Regions from separate parts of the Mus musculus genome. Here region 1 is linked to region 2. Evidence: chromatin contacts called from public Hi-C data. All regions are on one chromosome and are shown on one strand. The core of a region is the stretch at or near the end of the contact, and the rest is flanking DNA. Distances in the headings are between cores, read along the strand shown.

Region 1 (6,253 bases), core at 109-2,608, 120 kb after region 2:
AGTTATATTATACCTAGGTAATGGAATTGTCATATTTTTCAATTATCCCCTTTTAAATATTCACTGTGTACACTTGTTTATTTAGACTGAGTGTCTGAGCAAGCCTAAAACTTAGTATGAAGCCAACTATGTCCTTGACCTTCTGTTCCTTCTCTCTCTCTCTCTCTCTCTCTCTCTCTCTCTCTCTCTCTCTCTCAAAAGTGCTGGGGATACAGGGTGCTAAAACTTGAGTCTAGTGTTCTGCATACCTGTAAAGTACTTAACCAACTGAGCTACACCCCCAGCCCCACACTCTTTTATTCAACAGCTGACTGCTACAGTTGGTATTTTTCAATATTTTCACTGAGTTTCCAGCGAAAGTTTGTTGAATTTAATGAATTTATTAAAATTTCACTCCTTTGGTTTGCTAAGAGTGGGGTTTCCTTCATAAAACCAGTGTTGCTAGCTTTTGGAAGAAAACTGTTTGTATATATAAAATGATCACATATATAAAGTTTAAAATGGCCTCAAAATGTAATGCATATACTAAATAGAGAACAAGTCTAAGGGTTTGTTTTGTTGAATTTTCACCAATTGAATGTACCAATTACTCAGGATCCTTCAAAATATTTTTAGAGTCTCATATTCTCAGCATGGCTTGTGACATGTTCTATACTCCACCAAAGGATAGTCACTGTCATGACTAACTATAATGTCAAAGGTTAATTTAATCTCTCTCTGAAAGCATGCAGAAGAAATTGTTCAGTATGTACTGATTTGAGTCCAGTTTCTACACATGCAACAATATTCTTGTGAGATTTTTTTAAAAGATTTATTTTATATATGTGAGTACACTGTCACTGTCTTCATACACAGCAGAAAAGGGCATCAGACCCCATTAGATGGTTGTGAACCACCATGTGGTTGCTGGGAATTGAACTCAGGTCCTCTGGAAGAGCAGTCAGTGCTCTTAACCACTGAGCCATCTTTCCAGCCTGCTAGTGAGATTTTGTATGTCCTTGTTTAACCTCTTGCTGTGTAGCTTTGCAGAGTGCAATGTATGACATTTATTTATGAGATGTTTGTAACCCAACGCTGTTATGAATGCTTTTGCACACCAGTGTCAACCCATGTGTGCATTTTAACTGGTTATACACATAGCACTAAACCATTAGCTTATAGATATTGTTAAAACCAAAATTCTTTGCCATTTTATTACTTTGGTTGTTGTAACTTTAAATCTCAATCTGCAAGTGCTAAAGCTGTTGAATATTATAACAGTACTATTAAGTTTAAATCTCATTCCATTGTAGCTGTAAGATGATACATTTTAAGGCTCAAGGACACAAACAACGGAGAGGAATAGAAGCGGCAGACACAGCACATAAATCCTACTCTGGAATGCTCACTCCTTTTCTGAAGATGCTTAGGGAAGGTTGGGGCTGAGTAGAGAGAGCCCAAACTCTGTCGAATCTGTGGTCTTTGCTTAGTTTTTAGCATTCTGTTTTCCTGTTAGGCCACCTAGGATAATTAGAGACACTTGAACATCTCATATTATAACTAAAATGCCAAAGAGAAAACAGTCTTTAGTTAAGAGCATGAGCAGAAATCCCTTTGGACTTTGGGCGTTGAAGTCTAACGAATGGCTGCTCACTGCTGTGTGGCTTGTGCAATGTACTGAGTCTGGGCAATCGCATGCATTCTATGCTCAGAGTTACATATACAAACAAGAATGGATCAATGAAACACCGTCCAGCATGGACACAGTGTGAACAGCCATGGATGTGAGTAGTTTGGAGATTGGGATAGATTCCAAGCCTAAAACTATTAATGAGCAGTGGAAAAAATTACTCACAGGGACACAGAAAGCAGAGGACACAAGAAGCTAACAATGTGAAAAAAAAATAGAATCAATTTTATCATCAATTCAGGATTAGATTCTGTGGGATAATAAGCAAGAAGAAATTAATTTTGAGCTGTTTTCCTTATCAAGAGTTAAATCCTGGACTTAAACAGTAGAATCTTGAAAATAATAAAAAAAAGAGAGTTTGTGAGATTCAAATATTTTAACAAGAGAAGCACGAGCATACAGTTTCTTAACCTTACATAGCCACCACATCAGTGGGATATAGTGACATACTGTTTCACTTAGGACCAATGAACCCTAAAATCATTTTTAAAAACATTTAGTTTTCTATATAATAGATTCCAGCTTCTGCTTTTTATATTGCACACAGAGAAAGAAATTGAAAGATTAAGTGCTGATCTTTAAAGACCTAAGCTGATGAAAGAAAAAAAAAATCTATTCTGGGTCCCAGCCAAGAGTAGGTAAATACTGCAGGGGTGCTCTGTGTCATCATTGCTCTGTGAATCGCTCTCTGCAGCAAGTACATATTGCAATTCCATTGTACAGAGAAGCCCAGGAGGAGAGAGTGGGGAAGGGGAGAAGGAAAAGGGAGGGGAGGGAGGATTTAAACATGCTTCCATGTTCACAGAGTTCACAGTGGATGGGACTGCCTACACAGGTAGCCCAGTAGTCACTCCCTGTCAAGTCCAGAGAACATCGGCTCAGGCAACTGCAAACTCATTCAGTTATTTCATTCACCTCCTAGTACAACTAACTTTCTTTCTGTGTCCACATTATCTAAAAATTGTATCCATTTCCTTTAAATCCATATTTAATATCCTTTGTTGTTTCATCTAGGCATACTCAAGCGCCATCCTTCTTTAATTTACTGGTTTTTTTGTTTGTTTGTTTGATTTATGGTCTCCCCAGGCAGACCCCATATGCTTCTCTTTGAGCAGAGTGGACATGGGAGATTTTGGCTGCATTTTCTGTCATAAAATGTTGAGCAACTTGTTCAGGACAGTATGCGTTCATAATACTTGCCTTTTTTTCTGATTTTTTATGGATAGAGAGTAAGGGCTCAGTAATTCAACCTTATCAACTTAATAAATAGTTATCTTATTGATAAGAAAAAAAATAAGTTTAAGGCCAGGCAGAGCGGAGGACCCTCTGATGCCTCAAGTGCACTAGGGAGCAGGTGGATCTCTGTGAGTTCAAGGCTAGCCTGGTCTACAGAGCTGGTTCTAGGACAGCCAGGGCTACACAAAGAAACCTGTCTTGAAAAACAAAAGACACCATGTCTTCAAAAACAAAAACAACAATGAAAAAAAATCAGTTGATGTTTACAATATAGATTATGGATCTTTTAACTTATTTTGGCCTTAAGTTTGAAAACTATCTTCAAACTAAAGGTTAATATCCAACCTTGTCATTAGTTAACACTAGATAGGCAAGTTATATATGTAAGGATATGTGTGTGTGTGTGTGTGTGTGTGTGTGTGTGTGTGTGTGTGTGTGTGTGGTGTGGTGTGTGTGGTGTGTGTGGTGTGTGTATGTGTGTATGATGGTACAGGGAGGACGAGAAATTCAACCGTTATTTAAAGTTTCAGTGAAGACAAGGGCTTCTCCTTCCTTTAATATAACAATACAGGATATGTGTCCTGGTTCTCCTTCTACTGAGCAGAAATTGATGCCAGTGTAGGTTCATTGCTCTAGGACAGACACATATCAAGCCGAAGAATGTTCCCACTCTTATATGAGATGGACTAGATGAATGAAAGTGATATCACATCTATAAACATTTAAGAGTAAAGTGGCAGCCATGGGCCCACCACTAGCTCAAAGGGAGGCTGGGAAGTTGTAGTCCATAGATGAATAAAGTATTCCGGTTATCTTTAATACTGAGCATCATGGGATGAGTTGCCACCCCCCATCTGAAAACCTTTGTAATGCAATTATATTTTTAAAAGGGATTTTAAAGAAAATAAATCAAAATGATGACTTTAAAGTAGTTCTTAATCCAATAGGTTGTCCTGAAGAGAAGAGAAAAAAAAATACAGACATACAGAGGGCTTGCCACACAAAGATACATCTACAAACTGAAAAGGCACCCATAACCAAACATTGGTACCTTCATCTTGGCCTTCTGGCTTGTAGGATGCTAAGAAGATAAATTTCTGTCTTTGAACTCACATCCAGAGGAACTCAGATCACCCTCTTCTGCTGATCCATGTCAATCAGGTATCTTCAGATATTTGTACAAGATTTTTTTTTCTGGATCAGAAAAGTCTGACTTCTGAGACAAAATATGAAAAAATGTTGAGGAGATGCAGTATGGAGGCAAAGGAATTTGGGGGTGATAAAAAGAGGAATGCAACTTAATACTTCCACATAATTACAAAATGATTTCTGACCCTGCTGCTCTGCTAAAAGTTTCACAATGATGAGAATATTTGTCTACTTTATATACAAGATGTGCCTAAACATTCATCTTTGGTCTTGTATCTCAAGGTCTCTGCATATTTCTCGTGCCTTGATCAGCAAGTCTTTGCCTGTTGGTTTTTCTGTGTCTCTGGCTTTGCTTTAGTTCCACCATTACAACCATGATGCTTGGTATTTATTCCAAGTTGAAGTTTTCTTTGTTGACTCATCTCTCTTGATTGTCTTCTTCTATTTCAAGTTATCTTTTCTCACAAACCACTCTCCTTGGGATAACTTGCAGGTCTCCACACATACCTTGGTTCCCATCTTTTCAATCCTTATTCTTACATTAACCAGCCCTGTTATCACTTCAACCTGACTCTTTCCATCACTTACAGCCTGTTGACCTTGCCACCCTGAGATGGGTCCCTAGTAATACTGCCGCCCTAACTTGGGCTTTCACGTTGGGAAACCTCTTTGCTTTTGTCTGTGTTAGCATTTGACTTAGGAATCACTTCACATCTAGCTCTGCTTTTCTGGCTACCAGTATTCTTTCTTATGTGTTAAACATATAATGAAAGAATATCAAGGCTGGGGATGTATCTCAGTTGGTAGAGTGTCTACTTATAAGCTTGCAGTAAGTCCTCAGTTTGATTCCTAGATCGAACTGTGTGTGGTGGTTCATATCTGCAACCCTAGCTTTTGGGATGTGGAGGCAGAAGGGTCAGAAATTCAAAGTCATCTTTGGCCCTAGAGCAATGTCAAAGGCAGCCTGGGATTGATGAAAACAATGAAACAATCTCACACACTCCCTCTCAGAGGATCCACAGGGAGCAAGCATGCATTTAAACAAGCCAACTAAATTGTGTATGACTGTGCAAGTGTCTTATTCTTTCAACACCAAAAGTTATTGGTAATTCTCACAGGAAATGAAGACTTTAGAATGACCTCATTGTAATCACAGGCAGGGATATTTTCACCAGGATCTGCAATCCAAACAAAAGTTATAGAGTTGTACCCTCAACCTCCAACATTATCTAAAACCCAGCCAATGTCAGTATTGAAGACAACTTTGGCTAATCCATTAAACCGCACCTCAAATCCTTGGCTTATTGAATCGTTTGGCCATATTTCTTCACTATTAAGTTCTCTGTCTTTAATATTTTTAGTCACGCTCTTTTCAGTGTTTGGGATTCATTGCCCACATCATTAATGCACTCCTTAACTCTATCAGTTTTGTTCTTTGACCCTATGTCTGTTTGTGGTCATTTATTTTTGAACTTGTACTTGTTTTTCTAAGAACTATAAAGCTCTCTGATTGTGCCATTTTTTTTTTAAATGAAGCTTGCATTTCCGTAACTTTTTCAACTTTTCCATGGGTGAATTAACGTGTTTGCATTTCTTACAGGTTAACTGTTTTGTTGAGGCATTTTAATAATGATTTATGTTTAATAAATGATGACTGTTTCTCTTGAATGCATAGATTTACTTGACCTTACAGATGGGCAAAGGACTGGGCTTATCATATGTTGATATTTGACTTGGCTTAAAAGTGTGTATGTCTGATTCTTACTATCTCACCAGTGCTAATTGTGAGAATAGGATTTGATTACCAATTTCAAATAGCCAGTTTTGTGCTGTCTGTTGAGTTGAGGCTTAGAAGATTGGCAAGCAAGGCTAGACGTCTATGTGCAAAACATGGAAAGAACTAGAATGTTTGAGCACATCACTCTGTTGTGTTGAGCCTTTTATCTTACCCTCCCACTGTATCATGGGCTTAAAGTCCAACATACTCCAAAACATGTTCTCTTCAATGTCAAGATCATGTTATATTTACCAATTCTGTTTACTGTCATCTTGGCTTGCAGACTGTCATCTGGCTTTGCAAACCATTAAGATGGATTTATATACTGGAGTCAAATGCCTTAGCCTGCCATCTATATAGACTTGATTCAGTTGTTTTAGAATCACTTAAAGCAGTGGAACTCAACCTTCTTAACATTGGAA
Region 2 (6,244 bases), core at 1,361-3,860:
TCCACCTCTTCTTCTTCCTTCTTCAGCACAACCTTACTATTTAGCTCTGGCTGGTTTGGAACTCAGAGAGATCCATCGGCCTCTATCTCTTAAGTTAAACATGTGCACAGCCTACCTTTCTTTATATAGCCCAGTTATTTTTTATATTAATTTTGATAAGGAGATTTATACAGAAAACATTTAAATGTCTATTTGAAATCACTTATATTCTGCTGATCTATTCTATTATTGAATATACTTTTTAGCATATATTCACATTATAAACAAACTCAGCATTCTGTAAACCATGAACCTAATAATGTCATCTCAGGGCTTTTGTGGTTATAAATGCCTGGCTTTGAATCTTAGAAACAAGTTCTTACAGCCTACAGGTGAATCATACGGAAAATCAAATTCCCTAAAAATTCATTAGATCTCAAGGCAAACTGTAGGATAAAAATCCTCTGTACATACAATGGGTATTTGATTCTGTCTGACAAACCAAAGGCACACTGAAGGGGTTGTACACTGAAGGGGCAACAGTATCAGACAGGAGCCCTTACTTTAAGAGTTTCCAATGTGATTATAATTGGTACCATTTTAGCCTTCTTGCTTTTTCTGGTCAAAATGGTATGCTGCACCGTTTTTTTTGTTGAGGGGAAAAATCAGTGGTATGATATTTTTAGCTTTTCTTCTGGTCTCCCACACCAAAATGTAATAATCTTGTAACTGAAGGAATTACTGTTCTAGTTGGGAGCTCGCAGCACAGACTTCCCTCCACAAAGTTGCAGATGAGTGCAGCAGACAGGATATCAGCTCCAAAGTAGCCATGTCCTTCCTCGTGCTTGGCATCTGTTATATATGCTCCCTAGCACTTCCGTCAAGAATCCAGGATTCAGATTGATAAACAATTGCCTTTAAAGTGGGACATATTTTTTTCTGGATCACCAATCATCAGGTAAACCAATGCAATTTCCCAATCCCTTAGAAGTGGCACAGGGAGGCAGACCAGTAGGTAAGATTGGTCTGATAGGAGACTTAGTTCAACATTGCTGGCTTTGAAGATAAAGGTGGCTGTGAGTGTAGGAACCTGGGCAGCCTTCAAAGCTGGGAAAGGCAAGGAAATGAATTCTCTCACTCAGCCTGCGGAGAGGAATGCAGTCTTGGCAACAGCTGGTTTTCCCTCAACAATAGCCATTTTGGACTTTTGACCCTCAACAGTAAGATGAACATGTGACCATTTACAACATTTATTCTGAGTTAAATTCTCGCAGCACAAGTAGGCAACTAGCAAAGGGAGTTTGGCATATTAACTTTTTGTTTTGTTTGTTTTTTAACAATGGCAAGTGAGCTTCTCAAACCAAATTTGGAATACTCCTCTCTTATAAGAATGACTGGACAGCATACTTGTTCCAAAAAATTACTGATGGGGATTTGAGGCTAATATTTTCCTTATAAAAATAACAAAATGCCTTTTCGTTTTCCTCAATTACCTTTAAAAATATTGAAGGGCTTCGAGAAAAAGAACATTCTTATTTGGCATATTATTTTTTTTTTAGGGCAGTATGTCCAAGGTTCTGGATTTGAATCACAACTCTCGGGGTTTTTTTGGGGGGGGGAATTAACCTCTTGAGGCTATTTCTTAATCTATAACATGGAAAACACACACACACACACACACACACACACACACACATGCACGCGCGCGCACACACACACACATACTCACTCACTCACCAGGCACACACTAGGCCTATGGGCAAAAGAGATAATTTATGAATAGTTCTTGCACAACACCTACTACGTAATAAAAGATCCATCACATAATGTTATGAGATGTGTTACTATGGCCATTGTTCGCTTTCTGATTTTTACAAACTTTCCTAATCTGAAAGTGGACCTTTCAAAACCCTTTCTGTGAGAACAACCCGCAGTTAGTAAGCTATCTTTTTCTTTCAATTTTGTTTTCCAAAGGCTCTGTAGTAAACTGTTGAAAACAGCATCTCCTTTAGTACCATTTAATCCTGAGTCACTTGTTTTCTCACTAAAGTAACTGAGGAGAAACAAAAGGAAAAAGGAAAGGGAGGAAGGAAGAAGGAAGGAAAGAAAGAAGAGAAAGGAACGGAACAGAAAGGAAAAGAAAAGAAAAGAGAAAAGAAGAGAAGAGAAAAACTAGCTAAGACAATGGGATTGTAATTAAACTTTTTTGGTTGTTGGTTCTATTTCCCTGAGGCGAGGTAGGGGAAAAGAACCAAGTGAAGTCTATCCGACCACGCGGCTCCTGAGCCAGGACCCTCTCCACTGTGCGCGGTGCAACGAGGGTACCCGGACAGTGCTGGTGAGCTTGCTGCGGACTGGGGAGCCGGGCACAGGGCAGCTACTGCAGGTTGCTCAGCGGCATCCGAGACTCCCGGTGCCTCAGGGACTCTGGCCAGTACCCAGACAGGGGACGCACCAGGCTCGATCGGTCCAACCTCTGGGAAGATCCCCGCCCTTCAGCGCGCTCCCGGGTCTCCCAGCCTGGACTCGGTGCGCGGCTCTCCTCCCCGAGGCTCCGGAAGGGAAGGAGGCGTGTCCGGAGCTGGCGGGCGGGCGGGAGGGAGCTGTATAAAAAGCGCTGGCGGCGCAGCAGCCGGGGCTTCATTTGCTGTCTGTCACCGGGACCGAGAGTGCCGCGGGAAAGCAACGGCCAAGGACGGGGCGCTGCGTTCGAGCTACCCAATGCTGGGACTATCTGCAGCCGCTGCTGGTGCAATATGCTGGAGCTCCAGAACAGCTAAACGGAGTCGCCACACCGCTGCCTGGGCTGGATCGCAGCGCTGCCTTTCCTTATGAAGAAGACACAAGTGAGTAGGGCACGCCCGGGAGGAGCTCGGAAGCTTTCCAAGAAAATCGCTCCGGGAGCCCCGGGGAGCCCGGCGCGCTCTGGGACCGGCAACCAGGCCATGTGGGGCTGCGCCCTCCCGGTGAGCCAGGAGGGTGTGGGAGAGACAGGCGTGGTGTGAGAGCCCGAGCCGCCGCCCCAGGGGTGAGCCCGGGAGCTGGGGAGAGCCAGGGCTGAGAGTGAGCCTGTGGCAAGTTTGCAGCCGCAGCTGCGAAGTTTGAAGCTGTCAGTGGCAAACCGCCGATGCAGGCTACGCTTCCTCCGCCTGGGTGTTGGAGTTATCACCGGGAAGGCTTGGGTTTCTTATTTAATTTTTTAATTTTTTTGGACCGGAGGTCTTTCCCCGTGGATTCGGGGAGATTATGAAACAGCTTCCCACGCGCCACCCTCGCTCGCTCTCGCAGGCAGATTTATCTGTGCAGTCCCCAGGTGGGCGCGGGACGCGGTGCGGACGCGGGCTCAGCCGCTGGAGCGAAGCCAACCCAGAGCTCCTAGGCGGCAGCGCCAGGCGGGGTGCAGAACCTGCCCGGCAGGCGGGGAAAACTTGGCAGCCTGCGGTGTCGGCCGGGTTCACAGCTCTGGGTGGGCCCTCCAGAAAGCTCTAGATGGAGTAGTAGTACTTCCACACTGCATGACAAGACAACCTCTCCCATTACAGAACAGCAAAAGTTCTTTTCTTCTTCTTCTTCTTCTTCTTCTTCTTCTTCTTCTTCTTCTTCTTCTTCTTCTTCTTCTTCTTCTTCTTCTTCTTCTTCTTCTTCTTCTTCTTCTTCTACTCCTCCTCCTCCTCCTCCTCCTCCCTCTTCTTCTTCCTACTTCTCCTTTTTTTTTTAATGTGCACCTCCTAAAGATAGTTATTGAGATAATGCCCAGGGTCTCTAAATTGCGCTTTATGCATAAAACATAGCCCGGGGGTACAATTATGTCTTTTCTTCGTTGACGGGGGAGGGTGTATGTGTGGAAAGAGCCACTGTAGTAATTCTTTCTCCTCTATAGTTCTTTCTACCCTCTACCCTCGCGGTTGCTACCTCTTCATGGTTCTTCCTTTCTGAAGTGTTCTGTCTGCAGCAGGTTGGGTAAAGCTGTTCTTTCAGGTGCCCTGCTCCCTCCATTCTATAGGTGATGTAAATTTCTGAAATGTATGGAAGGGGATGGGATGGGAGGTTTTGTGCTCATTTTCAGCATTGATGAAGGCATCAGTGTGTTGGAGGTAATTTATTAAATTACTCATAGGACGTCTTATTTTAAATAGCTATCTAGGCTGGGATACCGACCCATGAGGAAACAGCAAGAATAAAGCACCTTTTCCTGGCTTGGAAACAGATAGGGGGAGGGAGCATGGCCTGGCATCCTGGAGGTGTTCTGCTTAGAGCAGCTGCCCTGAGTCAGGCTCAGGAGAAAGGGAAGGCAGGTATCTGGCCCTGCGTGCAGGTTAGTTTTACCCCAAAGCATCACACCTCAAATCCCTGCTCTTGAAATGAGGATGTTAAGGGTTTCTGCAACAAAGAAAAGTTTCGCCGTGATTGCTTGGTGTGTACATGCCTTCTGCTTGGTGGAATAATAAACAAGGGTGGGGTACCTATTCCTTTTTTTAAAAGTAGCATCCGCTCACATGAATAATGGTGGCGGCTCTGAGTGCAGCAGCCTCTGGTACAGGAAGAGAGTCCAACCAAGTCTTCTTATTTAAACAAGAAAACAGGAGACGGACAAGGTTAATGTCCAACACGCCAAAGCAGAGAGCAGTTGAGAGTCAGTAGGATTGATGATCCCTGCGCCCTCTTTGCAAAACGAGCGCGAGCCCTGTAATCTCTTTTCCCGCTTTGATTAAATGGCTGTGTAAATAGGATTACATGGAATAATTCCATTGAAAACTAGAAAGAGGTCGATCTAGCCCGAAACACTGTGGAGGTGGCAGCAGTAGTGACTCAGTGCTGCCGACCAGAGATATTTGAGACAGTTAAGTATTTTAGAAATGTGACCTGTTTGGACCAAGTTAAAGTGCAGGCCCTTTGGGGGGGGGCATGCTGCTGATAAAGGGTTTGTAGGCAAAAAGAGGGCAGTGCTCTTATTGAATGGAGGCATTCATTGTGTGGAATCTAATGACCTTCAAGGTTTCCTTTAAGGCTACTTCTAGAAATTCACATTCTTGTCCCTGAAAAAGAAGACACTGGAAAGAGCTCAAAAAAATCAATAAAATAACCCATTGCAGTGAGGGAGGGGGTTACATTCTCTTTCCTATGGTCAAATCTCCTAATCCAAGAGATGCAAAGAAAATTTCTGGGCCACTCTGAATGTGTAGAGAGAGAATAGTGTAAGGGAACTGGACACAAGCAAGATCCAGACTTCTTTGCTTTTAAAATCTGATGTTATCTCTGCCTGAGAGGAGAATCTATTGTTACAAAATAGTCTACTGTAAATATGGGATCAATACCAACTTCCCTTATAACCCCCACCCCCGTTCAATATGCTTTTCATTACCCAGTAAATACAAAATAATGAAATGTTAATATTTTAAGGGATTTTAATTTAAATTTGATAGCTTTGAAAGAATAATGGGGACACCGGGACATTTTGAGCCTTCAGTCAAGCTAAGTAAGTGTGAAAATTCCATCAGCAGCCACTTGGGGCTTGATGGATGACTCTTTGATTTACTTTAGCACCAGGGATGGACTTCAGTATTTGGGAAATAAGCACACAAGTCCCAAGGAGCAACGGGGGGGGGGGGGGGGGGGGGCAACAATGTATGTCTTAAGTTTGTGATGCCGAATGCGTTTTGTATTTTTGAGATTTCTCTTTGTGTCTGTGTGTGTGTGTTTCCAAATTGTAGGAATTTATGGTATCTAAAAAAAACTGTGACTCTGGCTTAGAAACAGCTAGCAGCTACTTATTAGGATTCTAATCGTTACATTACAATTGAGAGGCCATCCTGTAGTGCCGGTGGCCATTTACGTAAAAGTGCAGTCAGCAGTATGTGCTCATGATCATGACTGCTGTGCTTACATTTTTTTAGTTTCCCCACAGGTTTCCAGAGTTGTGGTGAGTGCCGTCAGTCTCAGAAATAAGGAGACAGGAAAGATCTGTCTTGAAAACAATGCAGAAAAGGTCTATTTCAGGAACACTGAAGCTCCCAGAAAAGAAGCAAATAGAATTTTAGCTTTTACTATACTAGAAAAAAAAAATCCTTTTTTTTTTTTTTTTTTTTTTTTTTTTTTGTCGATGAAGTATTTGTCACGTGGGTGACAACTGTGGTTACTCTATAGAAAAATTAACATATTTGTGAAAAGAGCATTTGAACATCTTGTCCCTGCAGTCACTCAGTTTGCAGTGCGTGTTTCCAATGGTTCTAATTTATGTGGCTTTTAATTGATACGTTCTGCCAAG

Evidence for each region. Hi-C and Micro-C count contacts between places; a contact is called where the count stands out from the background.
Region 1: a contact with region 2 is called in a Hi-C map of Sertoli cells, with 3 times the contacts expected there. The contact joins the enhancer-like site here to the promoter of Kitl in region 2. A contact is called at or near these places in 7 of 484 Hi-C or Micro-C datasets (Sertoli cells, embryonic stem cells, granulocyte-monocyte progenitors and 4 more), 3 of 115 datasets of contacts at active chromatin or transcription factors (embryonic stem cells, heart atrium and neural progenitor cells) and 2 of 9 other capture datasets (adipose tissue and embryonic stem cells).

Annotation. Positions count from the first base shown.
Region 1 is chr10:100,130,168-100,136,420 of GRCm38.p6, forward strand. It overlaps Gm35533 (a long non-coding RNA gene), which reads right to left. Exons shown (of 4, transcript XR_380751.2): 3 at 3,957-4,121. Among named protein-coding and RNA genes, the nearest start is that of Gm35533, 11 kb to the right of the region's middle. Within about 2 kb of position 1,359, at least 8 of the 459 cell types and tissues checked have an H3K27ac peak or open chromatin away from gene starts, as enhancers often do. A contact at or near this core is called in Sertoli cells, where this site is marked.
Region 2 is chr10:100,013,211-100,019,454 of GRCm38.p6, forward strand. Kitl (kit ligand) reads left to right here and starts at 2,611. Exons shown (of 10, transcript NM_013598.3): 1 at 2,611-2,825. The coding sequence starts at 2,811.